2 separate regions of the Mus musculus genome follow, and region 2 is linked to region 1. The links are chromatin contacts, called in public Micro-C maps. All regions are on one chromosome and are shown on one strand. Each heading gives the region's core, a stretch centred on a gene start, on an enhancer-like site or on the middle of the called end of the contact. The rest is flanking DNA. Distances are from core to core; before and after follow the strand shown. Region 1 holds the start of Gmcl1 (germ cell-less, spermatogenesis associated 1). Region 2 overlaps Anxa4 (annexin A4).

The links. A called contact is a pair of places that touch in the nucleus more often than the background predicts.
Region 2: a contact with region 1 is called in a Micro-C map of muscle stem cells, with 2.4 times the contacts expected there. The contact joins the enhancer-like site here to the promoter of Gmcl1 in region 1. A contact is called at or near these places in 1 of 39 promoter capture datasets (macrophages), 1 of 15 datasets of contacts at CTCF or cohesin (the NIH/3T3 cell line), 3 of 484 Hi-C or Micro-C datasets (bone marrow-derived macrophages, liver and muscle stem cells), 8 of 115 datasets of contacts at active chromatin or transcription factors (the SCID.adh cell line, bone marrow-derived macrophages, double positive thymocytes and 4 more) and 3 of 9 other capture datasets (adipose tissue, liver and pancreatic islet).

Annotation. Positions count from the first base shown.
Region 1 is chr6:86,731,917-86,739,645 of GRCm38.p6, forward strand. Gmcl1 (germ cell-less, spermatogenesis associated 1) reads right to left here and starts at 1,462. Exons shown (of 14, transcript NM_011818.3): 1 at 995-1,462. The coding sequence starts at 1,248. It overlaps Anxa4 (annexin A4), which reads right to left. Exons shown (of 13, transcript NM_013471.2): 13 at 4,924-5,907. The coding sequence ends at 5,848.
Region 2 is chr6:86,766,778-86,773,708 of GRCm38.p6, forward strand. All of the region lies in intron 1 of Anxa4 (annexin A4), which reads right to left. Among named protein-coding and RNA genes, the nearest start is that of Anxa4, 23 kb to the right of the region's middle. Within about 2 kb of position 4,399, at least 15 of the 459 cell types and tissues checked have an H3K27ac peak or open chromatin away from gene starts, as enhancers often do. A contact at or near this core is called in muscle stem cells and pancreatic cancer cells, where this site is marked.

The DNA of each region.
Region 1 (7,729 bases), core at 212-2,711:
CTACCACCTACACTTTTTTTTTTTTTTTTTTTTTTTTTTTTTTTTTTGGTTTTCCTAGACAGGGTTTCTCTGTGTAGCCCTGACTGTCCTGGAACTCACTCTGTAGACCAGACTGGCCTCAAACTCTGAAATCCGCCTGCCTCTGCCTCCGGAGTGCTGGGATTAAAGGCATGCGCCACCACGCCCGGCTCACCTACACTTTTTTTGTCAACAAAAATGCAATGTCCATAAGCAGATCCTTTTTAAAAATTTCATTAAAAAATTACATCTGTGTGAGTCTAACAGTGACCTTAAAAAGAGAAAAAAAAAATCCTTACTGCACAGTATATTCTGGTATACGCCACATCTATTTCACAAGCAATGATTTTTTTTTTTCAACTCTTCCCTCAAAAAAATCTTATGCAACCTACACAGAGTGCAGCCCACCTCAACAAGCAGACTTTGTTCTTAACTGGGCGAATCTCCATCACTGGTCCCTCTAGTGACAACACAGAGAGATGTCCATCTCAGGGACTACTATGCTCCTCTCTTTACTGATTTATGGCTAGTGATGCACAGTAAAATTTCCCGTGGCTATCCTATTCAAAAAGCAAACGCCTGCTACGGAAGGGACGCGGAAGCTCTGGCTAGTCCTTTTAGGCTCAGGTTGAGGCTCTGACACTCAGGAAGCTTCTGTTTAATGTGCAGAACCCTAAGCTTTCTAGCTCCCGCACTGATCCCAGGTCCACCCAACACGCGCGAGCTCCCGTATTAACCCAGGTCTATCTGCAAACTCCCAGACCCTACACTGACCCAGGTCTGTCTGCTAATGCCCAGCTCCCGCACTGACCCCAGGTCTGCCCGGCACGCGCCCGCTCCCGCACTGACCTAGGTCTGTCTGCAAACGCCCAGCTCCCATCTGCTCCGCGGGCACTCACCTCCCGCACCGACCCTCCCGCGCTCTCCTGTCAAGGACACCGGGGTCAGGCCCCCCAAGGTGCGGGGCGTTCCGTACCTGCGCGGCGTGTTCAGCAGCCTCTGCTGCTCGTCGCCCTCGTCCTCGTCGTCGTCTGTCTCGGAGTCGGGGTGACAGTAGCAGAATGTGCCGCTGCTGCGCTTGCGCTTGCGGCCGCCCGGACAGTAACAGAAGCTGTGGCCCGCATCTTCGCCGGCGTCCGACCTGCGGGCCGCGCCCCCAGCCCCGGGCGTGGGTTCGGGCTGCTCTGTGCGCCCTGCGGGCCGCAGCACCCGGCTGCTGAGAGCGCCCATGGCTCCGGCGCCTAGGGAGCACCGAGGGGCCGCCCCGCCATGCCCGTATCTCCACCGCCTACTCCGCTGCCGCCTCGCGCGCAGCCCCAACCGTCGCCGCGAACGCAGTCACCTCCATCCTCAGCCCCGCCCGTAGCGCCTCAGCGGACCGGCTTCGCTAGACCTCGCCCCCTCCTTCTCCCAACAAAGCGCGCGCCGCAGGGCGCAGGCGCAAGGCGAGCCTCCGGAAAAGGCGGGGCGGGAGGACGGAGCCTGCGCTGCAGGTTGCGCATGCGCAGGCTGCTGGCCCGTCCCTGCGGCGCTCAGCCCCGGTGCGTGTCTGACTTCCGCGGTTCCGGCTTCAACGGAGGGGCGTGGGCACTGTGTGCTTATGCCTAACAGATCTCGGGATCTCTGTCGCTGGTTCTTCCCGTAAGCTTCCTCGATTCCGGGGTCTCATCCAGCCCTGTACGGTTAATAAGAGGACGGACTTGCCAACATGGCCTTTGCTTCCAGGGCTCTAGGACCCGACTGGCCCGGTTAGATAGATGACCGTCACCCAGCTGTGTTGACCGGGTTCAGTCTGGAGCCTCAGCTAGCCTCCAGGTCTTGCCTTCCTTCTGCTGCCTTGTTTTGATTTAATTATTATTTTATTGTGTCAGTGTCTCGTACTACATACTTCGACTCACTGTATAGGATGCTCTTGAACTCTTGATCTCCTGTTTCTACCCCCTGAAAGCTGGGATTACAGCCATGTATGTGTCACATCACCTTCGTGGACCTGAAATGCTGAGTATCAGATGCAGGGCTTCTTGAATGCTAAGCAAACATTCTACCAACTAAGCTACATCCCTGGCCCTCGATTTTTTTTTTTTTTTAAATTTTCTTCAAGGAAAAGTGTCACTCTGAAGCCCAAGGCTTCCCTGGAACTCTCAGAAGTCCGCCTATCTCAGCCTCTAAGTGCTAGGAGTTGAGGCACTGAGCTACCATACCTGCCTTTTATACCTTTCAAAGTAAAATGTTTATAATAGAATGTTTCAAACAGAGCAATACAAGTACCTGTGGACCTACTACTGGCTTGGAATTCTATCACACTTACTTTGATTCACTCCCCTTTAGCTTTATTGATATATAGTGGGGAATGAGAAACCCCTTGTGTACTAATTCTCAGTTTCCAGCCTCTCCCTCTCTGTGCCATTTCTATGCATGTCTTTACACGTATAACCACTCTTCTGCTGCACATTCAGACATGTAATTTAAATGGAATTGGACCATCCCAAACCTATGATTTCTCCTCTCCTAAAACTATACTTTGAATGGAATCTCTAGTTATTGTCACTGCTCATTGTTAGACACATCATTTGCCTACTCCCTTGCCAAGGGGTTTCAGTTATTTCTACGTAGATGCTCTTTCAGGAACACCACTCGCAAAAGCTTCATCAGGCAGATCCCAGAAACGGGCTCTTGGGAAATTTTCAACTTTACGAGTTCTTGCCAGTTTTTCGCCCCCCCCCCCCCGGAACTGACTGCATCAATTCACCATTTGCACTCCGTTATAGCAGTATATGTCCTTTGTGAGCCACTGAGGAATTTCTCATGTTTGAGAAATTCTGAGGGTGTGTAGCTGAGGCTGGTTGAAGGAGAAGTGGGAGGAAGAGAACTACGGTGGCTGCAGGGGACACGCAGGAATGTACATAATATGAAACATACGTGAGGTCATCTTAAAACATTGTCCCAGCACTCGGGAGGCAGAGGCAGGCGGATTTTTGAGTTCGAGGCCAGCCTGGTCTACAGAGTGAGTTCCAGGACAGTCAGGGCTATACAGAGAAACCCTGTCTTGAAAAACCAAAACAAAAAACAAAAACAAAGAGGCCTTGGCGTATGCACAAGCTAGACTGTAACATGGTGGCTTCATGTGTCACTAAATTCCTAGAGGGTAAAACATCCATATTGGTCTTGTCTAAGGAAGCGCAGGTGAATGGCTCCCTGGATACTGAGGAGAGCCATGGCAATGTCTGTAAGAGCCTGCCACAGCCACATAGGACTTAGCCTCCACCCTCAGAGCAAGGGCAGTGCAAGAACTGACCTGATCCCCTCTGCTCTTCTCACTGTTGCTACAAGCAGGGATGATGGAGAAAAAGAGAAGTGCCCTCCCCCCATTCCAGTCCCCTGCCCTCGTCCCCTGCCCTGACTTCCCTTCCCCAAGCCAGCATCCCATTGAGGCCAGAACTGACTGAGGAAAGAAACCTCAGACTACACTTGGAACTTTGGCTTATTATGTTGATGACTGAGATGACATTATTTTGGGGCCTAGAGGAGCTAGCTACACAGTAGGACTTCTGAAAAGCCAAGAGTGAGCAGAAAATTGTGACTTTCTACCCTCCCCCTGAACTTATACCTAAGGATAAGAAAAACAGCCCACTGAAAGCACTCAGCCACAAAACACTGTTCTTAAAATTTTGGCTAAGACACCACGTAATGGTAAAACTTCTGTTAAAACCAAAACAAAGAACCTAATAATGCCTCCAAAGTGTAATAAAGTTGGAGTAGAGATTCCACAGTCCTGAGGTGGTAGCGTTGATACCTGAATCTAAGTTCATTGGAGTGACTGTCACATAGCAATGTTGTCAGTGATCCCAGTACCAACGCAGAAAGAACAAAGGAGTGTGTGTGTGTTCTTTGTACATCTGCAACTTTTGTCCTTTGTGGTGCTGAGAACACAGGGTATAGCTACCCCACTGAGCTCAGTTCCATGTGACACTTAAAAGGCATGCTGCACTGACTAGAGCAGAGAATCACTCGTTTTCAGAGAACAAGCTAACATGTCATTCAATACCATTGAGTAGGCCTTAGCATATTTAAATGCTAGTGGTTTTGTTGGTTTCGTTACGTTTTTGATATGAGAGAGGGGTGTTATTCCTTAGCTTATGGGAGAAGGAAACAATCTGGGGGACTTGGTTCTTTTCTTCTTCCACGTGGGTTCTAAGGATTGAACTCAGGTTGTCAGGCTTGGTAGAAAGAGCCTTTACCCACTAAGCCATCTCAATTTCATCGTTTGTGTGTGTGTGTGTGTGTGTGGCTGTGTGCACCCATGTGGAAATCAGAAGCTGACATCATTGTCTTACTCTCCATCCTCTTCCTCACTACCACCACCACATCCTCCTCCTCACCACCATCATCATCGAGACAGGGCCTACCATTGAAACTGAAGCTCAGGGATTCAGCTACACTAGCTGGCCAGTGAGCCCCTGGGATCTGTTCATCGCCACATCCCAGCTTTGGGATTACAGGCACACACTCATTGGCTCTGCCTGGCTTTCACATTGGTGCCAGGGATTCCAACACCGCTCCTCGTCCTTCTGCAGTAAATACATTACTCACAGAGCCAGCTCCCCAGATCTTGTTTTGACTTTTTGAGACAGGGACTCATATGCCCAATCTGGTCTCACAGTGGCTATGTAGCCAGGCACAGCCTGAAGTTCCAATCTTCCTGCCTCCACCTCTCCAATGTAAACATTGGCCTTATAGAAGCAGGCTGACATAATGATTAATGTGTTTCTTTTTTTAATATTGTTAATTTAAGTAGAAACTTAGTATCCTTAGTAAATTTAGTATTCCTTCAAAAGTAGTTCCTTCCATGGTTCAGGGTGAAAAGAAATCTCTAGGGTAGAAAAAAAATCAGAGAAAGAATACACACCCCTTTAAAGCCACCATTTTAATTAAAAATGTCTCATGTTGTATACAAACCAAACTTCATGATTAAATGCAAGCACAGTTTCTGAATAAGATTAAAAAGGCACAGTGGGGATCAAATAAACAGTCTAACGAGATTAATTATTTTTAGCAGAAAAACTCTTCTGAGGTCAGCCACACCCAGAGCATTGCATTATCAGAGCAACCTTGGCTGAGGCCACTCTTGACTGTCACTTTGAGCAAGATTAGGACAGTGACCCTAAGACTGAGGAATGTTCAGCACGAGGAACGACCGAGCACACGGGATCTGCTGAGCCACACTTGAGATTGAACTTGTTTGATGAGTTGGTAACTCTGTTTCATACACTTCCCGGGAAGAAAATGGTCTCAGGGTAGAAGGAGATGAAGCAAGCCCCACCATATTCAGCAACTGTCAACTACGATGATAGGCAGAGCCAAAGAAAGGGGGCTTGTGAGAACTTTGGATCTGTCTAAAATAAGAATCTAGATGGCTAATCTTAGTAAGAGATGCTGACAGTCCCACGTGAAGAAATGACTGGCTTCCTAGGGAAGAAAATGGCTTCTGATCTGTAAAATTTGTACTGAAAAGAAAATCTAAAAGGATTTAGTACATTCAACCTCTACAAAACACAAACGAGGAAATAATCTGATAAAGACGTGGAGCACATTTCAATTTCTAATTCTAAATTTCCATGTATGTCTTGAAAGCTTTGAAAGTACAAGTTTAAGGCATCAAAATGACTAATTATAGACGATAATAACATAGTCTGCATCCCAGGAGGCAACTGGAGGCGTTTTAATTGGAAATAAGCATTTGAGATAATGTTAATAGCAGTGCAGAAAAATGAAGTTAAAAAAAAAAAAAAGATCAGTGTTCAGAAGCCTTCTGTCCTGCGGCGTCTTGTGTTAATCATCTCCTCCACAGAGAACGAGCAGAACCTTCCTGTAGTCTCCGGAAGTGTCACCCTGGGAGAAAGGAGAGCACAGGAGGCAGCAGGGTAAGATGTTCTTGGATAGATTACACAGTTCAAAATCACCTAAGTTTATTTTGCAAACCTCACTGGATTTTCTCAGGTCCTCAAAAATTGTTTTTATTACAAACGTAATGCTTTGGGCTGGAGAAATGCCTTAGCCACTAAGATTACTTCTTTTTCTCACATCGAATCTGAACTTGGGTTTTGGTATTCCCAGTTGCCCATAATAATAGCTCCAGGGGATCTGATGCCCTCTTCTAGTCACCTTGGGCACTGCACATGAGAGGCACATATACATATGTACATATACATATACATGTTCTGTGTTTTAAAAAAGTACTTAAGAGCATAGGAATCACCTATAATTCCATGACCTACAGATCACTGTTCCTAACATTCTGACAAGTTCCTTCTCCTTTCTATATGCATGCAGATACCTACGTGATGAGATTTTTAGGACGGAATTCATCTATGTCCTCATTTTGCTCTCTTGATTTTTGGTGGTGCCAGGACCAAATCATGGCCGTCCTCATGCTAGGCAAGTATAGGCAAGTGCTCTACTAGTGAACTGTACACTCAACCTTTATATCTAGTTTTTTTTTAATTAGGTATTTTCTTCATTTACATTTCCAGTGTTATCCCAAAAGTCCCCCATACCCTCCTCCCCACTCCCACTTCTTGGCCCTGGCGTTCCCCTGTACTGAGGCATATAAAGTTTGCAAGACCAGTGGGCCTCTCTTTTCACTGATGGCCGACTAGGCCATCTTCTGATACATATGCAGCTAGAGACACGAGCTCCAGGGGGTACTGGTTAGTTCATATTGTTGTTCCACCTATAGGATATCCTGTTCTTTTTTTTTTAATTACAGTATTATTTAGTGATTACAGAACATTTTCTTACCCATTGTCAGATGTTTAGGTGGTTTCCAATGTTTCATTATAGCAAACTTTGCTTAATAAAGCACCTAGCCTCTGAGTTTTTTTTTTAATTTTGCTTTGAATACATTCTCAAAAAATGAAAATTACTAGATTAAAATTGTGGATTTTTTTCTAATACTTTTGAAACGAGTTGCAAAATAGACTTCCAGAGAGGTTCTATAATTTCTATATGGAAATCTTTATAGCCTAATGAATACATTGCAGGTTTCCTTATTATTTATTCATTTATATTTTTGGCGCTGGAGGTTGAAAAGGGCCTCATGTGTACACTAAACGAGCAAGACTCTAAGCTCAATAAGTGAGTTTGTGTTACTTTCTCTCAATGGGCACCAAAACATATGGTGCCTCTGACTTTAAGAGTTTAAATTTTAATGCCTGTCACAATGAATAGTAATATATTATTAGTTTGTGTCAGAATAGTAATATATTATTAGTTTGTGTCAGTGCCCTGTGAAACAGTAAGTATGCATTAAAGTCCCTTACTGGCATAGTGTTTTTGTCATCCTCTTCTCTTGGGGCTGTCCCAGTTAGGTTTCTGCTGCTGTGATAAAGACCATGACCAAAGCAACTCGGGAAGGAAAAGGGCTGTTTGTGAAGCCAGGGCAGGAAATCAAGGCAGGAAACTGGAGGCAGGAACTGAAGCAGAGGCCATGGAGGGGTGCTGCTTACTGGCTTACTCTCCATGGCTTGCTCAGTCTGCTTTCTTATAAAACCCACGTCTACCTGCCTAGGGGTGACACTGCCCAGAGTGGACTGGGCCCTTCCACATCAATCATCAAGGAAGAATATGCCTTACAGACTTGCTTGCCTACAGGGCAATCTGACAGGGGCATTTTCTCAGCTAAGGTTTCCCACTGTCAGATGACTGTAGCTTA
Region 2 (6,931 bases), core at 3,149-5,648, 38 kb after region 1:
GAACTTGTTACAAATGCAGAATCAGCTGGGTGGAACATGCTTGTAATCTCAGAAGGCTGAGGCAGGAGAATTGTGAGCTCAAGACCAGCCTGGGTTGCCTAGGATCCAATCATTAAAAAAAAATTCAAATAACAGCTTCTCTCAACAAAACTAAACATTATCCCTGTCTCACTAAAGCAAGGCTCTGGAGAGATAGCTCGGTGGTTACAAGTGTCTCCTGCTTTTGCAGAGGACCCAAGTTCAGCTCTCAGCACCCATGTTGGGTGGCTCATAACCATCTGTAACTCCAGTTACAGAATTGATACTCTTCTCTGGCCTGCAAGGCACCCACACACTGATGGTACACACACACACACACACACACACACACACACACACACACACAAATGAAATGAAGATGAAAGTAATATTTTATTAACTAGGGCTGGTGGACCTATGACTTAAGTTATTCCACTACACATTCCTTCAGTGAGCTTATGGGCAACCAGGATAGACAGGAAATAAAGATGGTTTCAGATGTTGGTAAGATAACAATACAACAGGGAAAATAATACAGAGCAGAGATCAGCAAACTCGTGAGATGGAAGGTCTGATTCTGCCTCTGCCTCTGCCTATGCCTCTGTAGTGGTTTTCAAACAATTGCCAAAGTAGAGAAGGAGGAGGAAGAGAAGGAGAAGAAGGGGGGAGAGCGGGAGAGGGAAGAGGAGGAAGATGACATAATCCTGGTATGCAACAATTGTGTGAAATTCAAATTTCAATGAGAACAAGTCTGTCTAACATCTCACACTTGGCTTCAAGGTACCGTTCTCCATAGTGAAGTGTGACCAACCCTACTCTTGTAACAAGCTGCTGACTCTCAGCCAATCACAAGCAGCAGCTGTTCTACCCATCTTCTGATAAGACAGATGAGAGCTGTGACCAGCCAGGTTGTCTCTTGTATCCCACTTCCCTTTCCTGTCATCCCCTGCTTTACTTTCTTCTGGTTTTAAGGAACCTGGTGCTGCAGAGTGGGCATCTGGTCGCCTTTGGTCTGTGCTCTGGGCTGGCTCCAGGATCATAAGCAAAGCCTCTCAGGTTCCATAGAGCTTGGACTATTGCTATTTTGTCTTTAACAGAGATGCTGTTATGATCTGGGTACCAGGAAGGAGCAGATCCCGATAGCATAGCCCAGACGCACCTCTGAGGAAAGGCCATCCAAGCTGAAGGAAGCACTCAGGCTGGCCTTGAACTAACACTCTCTCTCTCTCTCTCTCTCTCTCTCTATCTATATATATATATATATATATATATATATATATATATATATATACACACATATACACACACACACACACACACACACACATATATATATATACATACATAAATTTTTTTTTTCAAATTTACCCTCCTGGCTCTACTTCCTGAGTGCTGGGATTACTGGCCTGCAACACCACACATGCCCATGCCCCGTTTATCTGTTTATCGAGTACTGAGGGTTAAACTCCAGGCTGAGTGAATGCTGGGTGCATGTCCTACCCACTGAGCTACATGCCCAGCTCAGCTGAATGAAGATTCAATGCAGGGCACAGGCAGCTGCTCCAGTTCCAACAGAGACTCTTCCAAGTGGAGGGAACAGGTGTGCGAACACTCTGAGGCAGAAATGAACTAGTGTGGCCATAATAAGACACCCACACAAGGGAAGGGAGCAAGGGATCATGGGAACTTCTGTCCCTTCCCTTATGCCTGCCCTCTGTGCCTGCTTCTGAGGTTCATCTTTTATAAAGTGCTCATGATTCATTCAGCAAACTCTTGGCCTGAGTTCTGCAAGCCATTCCCACAGTCAAACACACGGGAGCTATGGGATCCCTTGGTTTATTGCCTGTGGGCCAGAAGTATTTCCTGGACTAGAAGGTGATACATGAACTGGGCAGTATTTTGGGATAGAGTCTTTAGCCCTTAACAGTATTGGAAGTGGGTTAAGGTATAGAGTTCCTATTTGGAGCCAAGAAAGAACTGAGGAATTGCTTGGGGTGGGAACCCCTACACACACACACACACACACACACACACACATCTAGAGGCTGACACTCAACTGCTGGGCTGAGTTCCCCTAACTGTGGGCTCTCAGAAACATTCTCAGAGCCCGGTCTCTCTAGCCTTCTCCCACCCTCTTGGCCCTTCCCAGCTTGAGATTCCCAAAGTCAGTCATGCAAACCTTCTAGACACCCCCCCCCCACACACACACACCAAAGCCCTTCTCCTTCCCACCGCCAAGTAAGCCATGGGGTCTGGAGTGTTGAGTCAACCTTTTCCTGTATTTCTGTGTAGGAAGCTCTCTTGCTTGTCTTATTTCAGAGTAAATCACGTGAGTGTCCTCACAGGTGGCTCTTGCACCACACTCCAGAGAAAGGAATGTGACACCCTCAGGTATGTGTCACAGGGTCAAGCCTTCTGCCCAGTTAGCTGTGTTTCTAAACACCCATCCATTCTCCATGGAACCTAAATAGAAAACCAGAACTTTCCTCAGGCCTGGTATGGCGGCATATAGCTTTAACCCTAATGCTTAGGCGGCAGAGGCAGGCATGACTGGGTTTGAAACCAACTTGGCCTACATAGTGAGTTCTAGGCCAGCCAGGGCTACACAGTGGGACTCTGTCTTTAGCAAAAGAAAAGAAAAGAAGAGACGAGGAAAGAAAAGGAAACCTCAGAGTCCTCAGAATTTTCGTTGGGGTTCAGGGTCTTCATTGATGAAGACTTGAATCTTGTATATAACTTTAATTAAATAAACGTGTTAAGCTTGTGTGTGTGTGTGTGTGTGTGTGTGTGTGTTAAACTTCTTGTTATAGGACTGTTGGCCGTACTAACATCCTTCTGCAGGGCATGACACCAGATATGAGGAATTCGAGGCCAGCCTGGGTTACATGAGATCTTGTTAAAATCAATCAATCAATCAAACAAACAAACAAAAGTGAGAGCTCTGAGGAGACACAAGACAAGCACAAGGGCTGAGCTCAGTCCCCAGAGCTCACACATAAAGAGGTGTTCACTGTAAGCTCAGCACTAGGGTGGCAGAGACAGGCAGATGCCTGCGCTTAATTGTTGGCGAGCCTATTCTACAAAGCCAACGAGAAAACCTGTCTCAAAAAAGGGGTACACCGTACCTGAGGAATAACACAAGAATTTGTCTTCTGGCCTCCACATGAATCACACACACACACACACACACACACACACACACACACACACACACACACACAGGGAGCTACTGAATTAAAGAATTAGACTATGAATCAGCTTTGGCTGTGACCACAGAGCCACCTCTGGGGAAAGGTTCTCTTGGATGGATGAAGCATTAAGGAGAACTCTGCTCCACAGACTTAACATGGAGGAGGGGGGCAGGGCCAAGAACCCGCTGACGCTGAGAACAAGTTCATCGTGTCAGTGGGCTGCAGAGAACCCACCGTGAGGCCTGATTACCTGGAGGGACACTTGTTCTCTCCATGTAAATACTAACAGAACACAGCAAAGAGCACAGCTACTACTCTGCAACTCACTGACAGCACGCACTAAGTCCTGGGTATGAAAGCCACATGAGCCTGGCTTCATTGTACCTGGGACAGTCACCCTCCCATATGCCAATCACCAAGCTGAGCCCCTGCTTCTAGGAGGACAAAAGAGACCACATGTCCCTTCTATTTAAACTCAGGGTTTTTAGCCCAGGCTGGCCTTAAACTCCATATGCAGTTTGGGATGGTTTTGAACTTCTGATGCTCCTGCCTCCTCTGACATGCTGGGATTACAGGCATGCACCACTGTGATTAATTTATGAGTCCTGGAGATTAAACCCAGAGTTTCATGAATGTTAGCCAAGCACTCACTCTACCAACTGAGCTATATCCCCAGCCTAGAAGCACATTTCTCAGAGATTATTTAACAATAAGGCGAGTGAGTGCTAGCAAGAAGGCTCAGCAGATGAAGGGGCTTGCTGCCAAGCCTCGAGACCTCGGTTTGATCCCTGGGACACATATGACCAAAGGGAAGAACGAATTCCCATGAGGTGGCTTCTGATCGCCACACTTACCGCACATGTGTGCCCATACACAAACACATCAAATGGTCAAAACAAACAAATAAATATGTAGTTAAAAGTAAAAAAAAAATAATAATAAGGTGAATGAAACAAGTATAGATGAAGGCAAAACCAAGTCACGAGCAGAGTCTCCTGCCACCCTCCCTGTTGCGTGCCACCCGAGGCATCCAGAAGTGCCTCCCTCCCTTCCAAAGAGTGATTCTGCCAGTTCAGCCCAGCTGCTGCTGCTACCACGTAAGTTAGGAAGAAACATCAAGTGAGGGGGCAGGGAAGAAGGACACCTTCCAAAAGGGGAGGACCTGAACTAGAAACCTTTTCCACTGCTTCTTCCTACTCCACAGGAAGTGGGGAGACTGCTAGAGCCACACCTCTGGAACCCTACCCTCAAGGAGTCAGGAATACTTTACTAAGATAGAAAACAAGGGCAGAGTCTCAGACATGCCTTTTAAGTCCATTTCATGGCTGTGGATAATGTGTGTGAAATTAGCCCACCAGCCTGCTTTCTAACAGTGTTAGGCTCCTAGCAAGGCCACTTTGGCTCTTGGGAATAACAAGGGGGAAGAAGAGCAGACAGTCAAGTTTGGTGCTTAACACTGACTGTCAGGATCTAGAGTCACCTTGGAGGCAAACGTCTGAGCACACCTGTGCGAGAGTTTCCAGGCTGCACTGAGTGAGGGGAGGATGCATCCTGACTGTGGACAGCTCTATCCCTTGGGCTGGGATCCTGGGCTGAGTGAAACGGAGACTGTGAGCTGAGTACCAGTGTTCATCTCTCTCTGCTTCCTGACTGCGGATTCTGAGTGACGCGCTGCCTCATGCTCCGGCTGCCTCACGCTCTGCCTGCCTTCCACTCGGCGATGGCCTGCTCTCAAGTTCTGGGCCAGAACTATCACATCTCCATAGGCATCTTCCCAACCCCAGAGGGTCCCACCTCCCAAAGCTTCACTACAAAGTCTCCTTGCCCAGTGGTGCTCAGTGTGTGCAACAGATGGCAATGGCATTCTCAGCTACTTACACGTCTTGGACCTTTCTCTCTGAGGGCCTGCCTAGGATTCCCTAAATTGAACTATATTTACAGTGACTCAAAATTAAATTGGAGTTTTAAAAACTTTGCTGTCAGAAAGAGGGTAAAATAACAAGCAATGGAACCCCAGGTTTTACTCTAAAATATTGCAAACACATTTCTGGGGGAGTCAAATGACCCCAATAGCATCAAGACTGTCCCAGATGAAAAGTGACAATAGGCGGTGACCCATCCTTTCAGAATCGCCTGAAACTCCAAGGGATGCACAGAGCCAGGTGTGGAGTGGCTTCCGCTTCCTAATCATGTGCAAATATCATGTGCATAAAGGGTGTGGCATAGGAGAGCTTTGAAGGTATAGTTTAAACCAGATGTGGTAGTGCACACCTGTAATTTCAGCACTTGGGTGGGTGAGGTGGAAGGATCTCCGAGGGTAGACTGGGCTACACATTGAGACTGTCTTAAAAAGAAAACATACTGTTTTAGAGCGACTGGGAGAATGTTTATATGAGACTGACATGAACTGCAGTATCAGGAAGGAAATTCAGCTGTCAGTGAGTCACCTGCTTCGTGAAAGATTACATACATCTACAAAAATAATTCACAACGGGGATTCACAAGGAAATATTGGGAGGTCATGGACACATCTCTCTCTTTTCCCAAGTTGCCATCTGGAAGGGTTAATGTGCACAACCCCACTAGTGGCCATACTGTGTCCCTGTCAATGCAGTGTCACTGCACTGAGCTGAATGCTGACTCGGGTGTCATATTTATCACGAGGGCAGAACTTCTGGTGAATACAGTATCTATGAGACCCCACCTTAACCCTGGGACCTCCACTCCGATTCCAGACACTGACCCACACCCCAGGACAGGCAACCTGAGTCGTTTTCGGGCATGGACTTCTTTGTACTCTGTTCTAACTCTGGAATATTCTTGAGTCTCTGGAGTCACATGTGAGTGACTCACTCTTCGCTGGAACACAGTTTCATTTTACATCCAGCAGGGACAGATTTAACTTCTGGTCCCTGGGGTTAGCGGAGGGTGTGGGTGGGCCACACCCAAGTAGGAAGGCTTTCGAAACTGCCAATGACATTGGAAAGTAACAGTGAGTGTCTACTCTTTTTCTTGGAACTTATGTCTTTCATAAGGCAAGTTTTGTTGGAGTGATGGGGTTTGAGTTGGGGACACAGTCATTTCCCAACCTTTCATCAAAGGCAGGATGTATAAGTTATGTAATGTGAATGTAAAAACACCCGAATTGAGGCTGGATAGATGGCTCGGCAATGAAGAGCACTGACTCTTCTTCCAGAAGTCCTGAGTTCAACACCTGCATTGAGTGAAGCCTACTGAGGTCATTGTTCCAGGTGGAGTCCGAGTTAGGTGCCCACAGACCCAGATGCAGTCCTAGGTGCTGATGCCCCTCCAGCAGGCAGACACTTTAACAAACAGGAAAACTTGGATAAGGAGATGGATCAGTGGACAAAGAGTTGTCATGCAAACCTGAAGACTGGAGTTCAGATTTCTAGAACCCATACAGAAGTCCTGTGGGCATGGCAGTCTGTCCCTAATTCCAGCTCTCTGGAGACAGAGACAGGGATTCCCAGGGCAAGCTGGCTAGCCAGACCACTGGGAAGCAGCAAGCTGCAGGTTGAAAGAGAAAGAGAGCAAAAGACAGACAGACAGATAGACAGACAGAGACAAAGGAAGACACAGAGCGAGACAAAGAAGAGAGACAGAGAGAGACTGTCTCAATAAATACAGTAGAGAGCAACTGAGGAAGGCATTTAAGGTCCCCACACAATATTTTTCTAAAACGTATACTTACTTATAGCGCC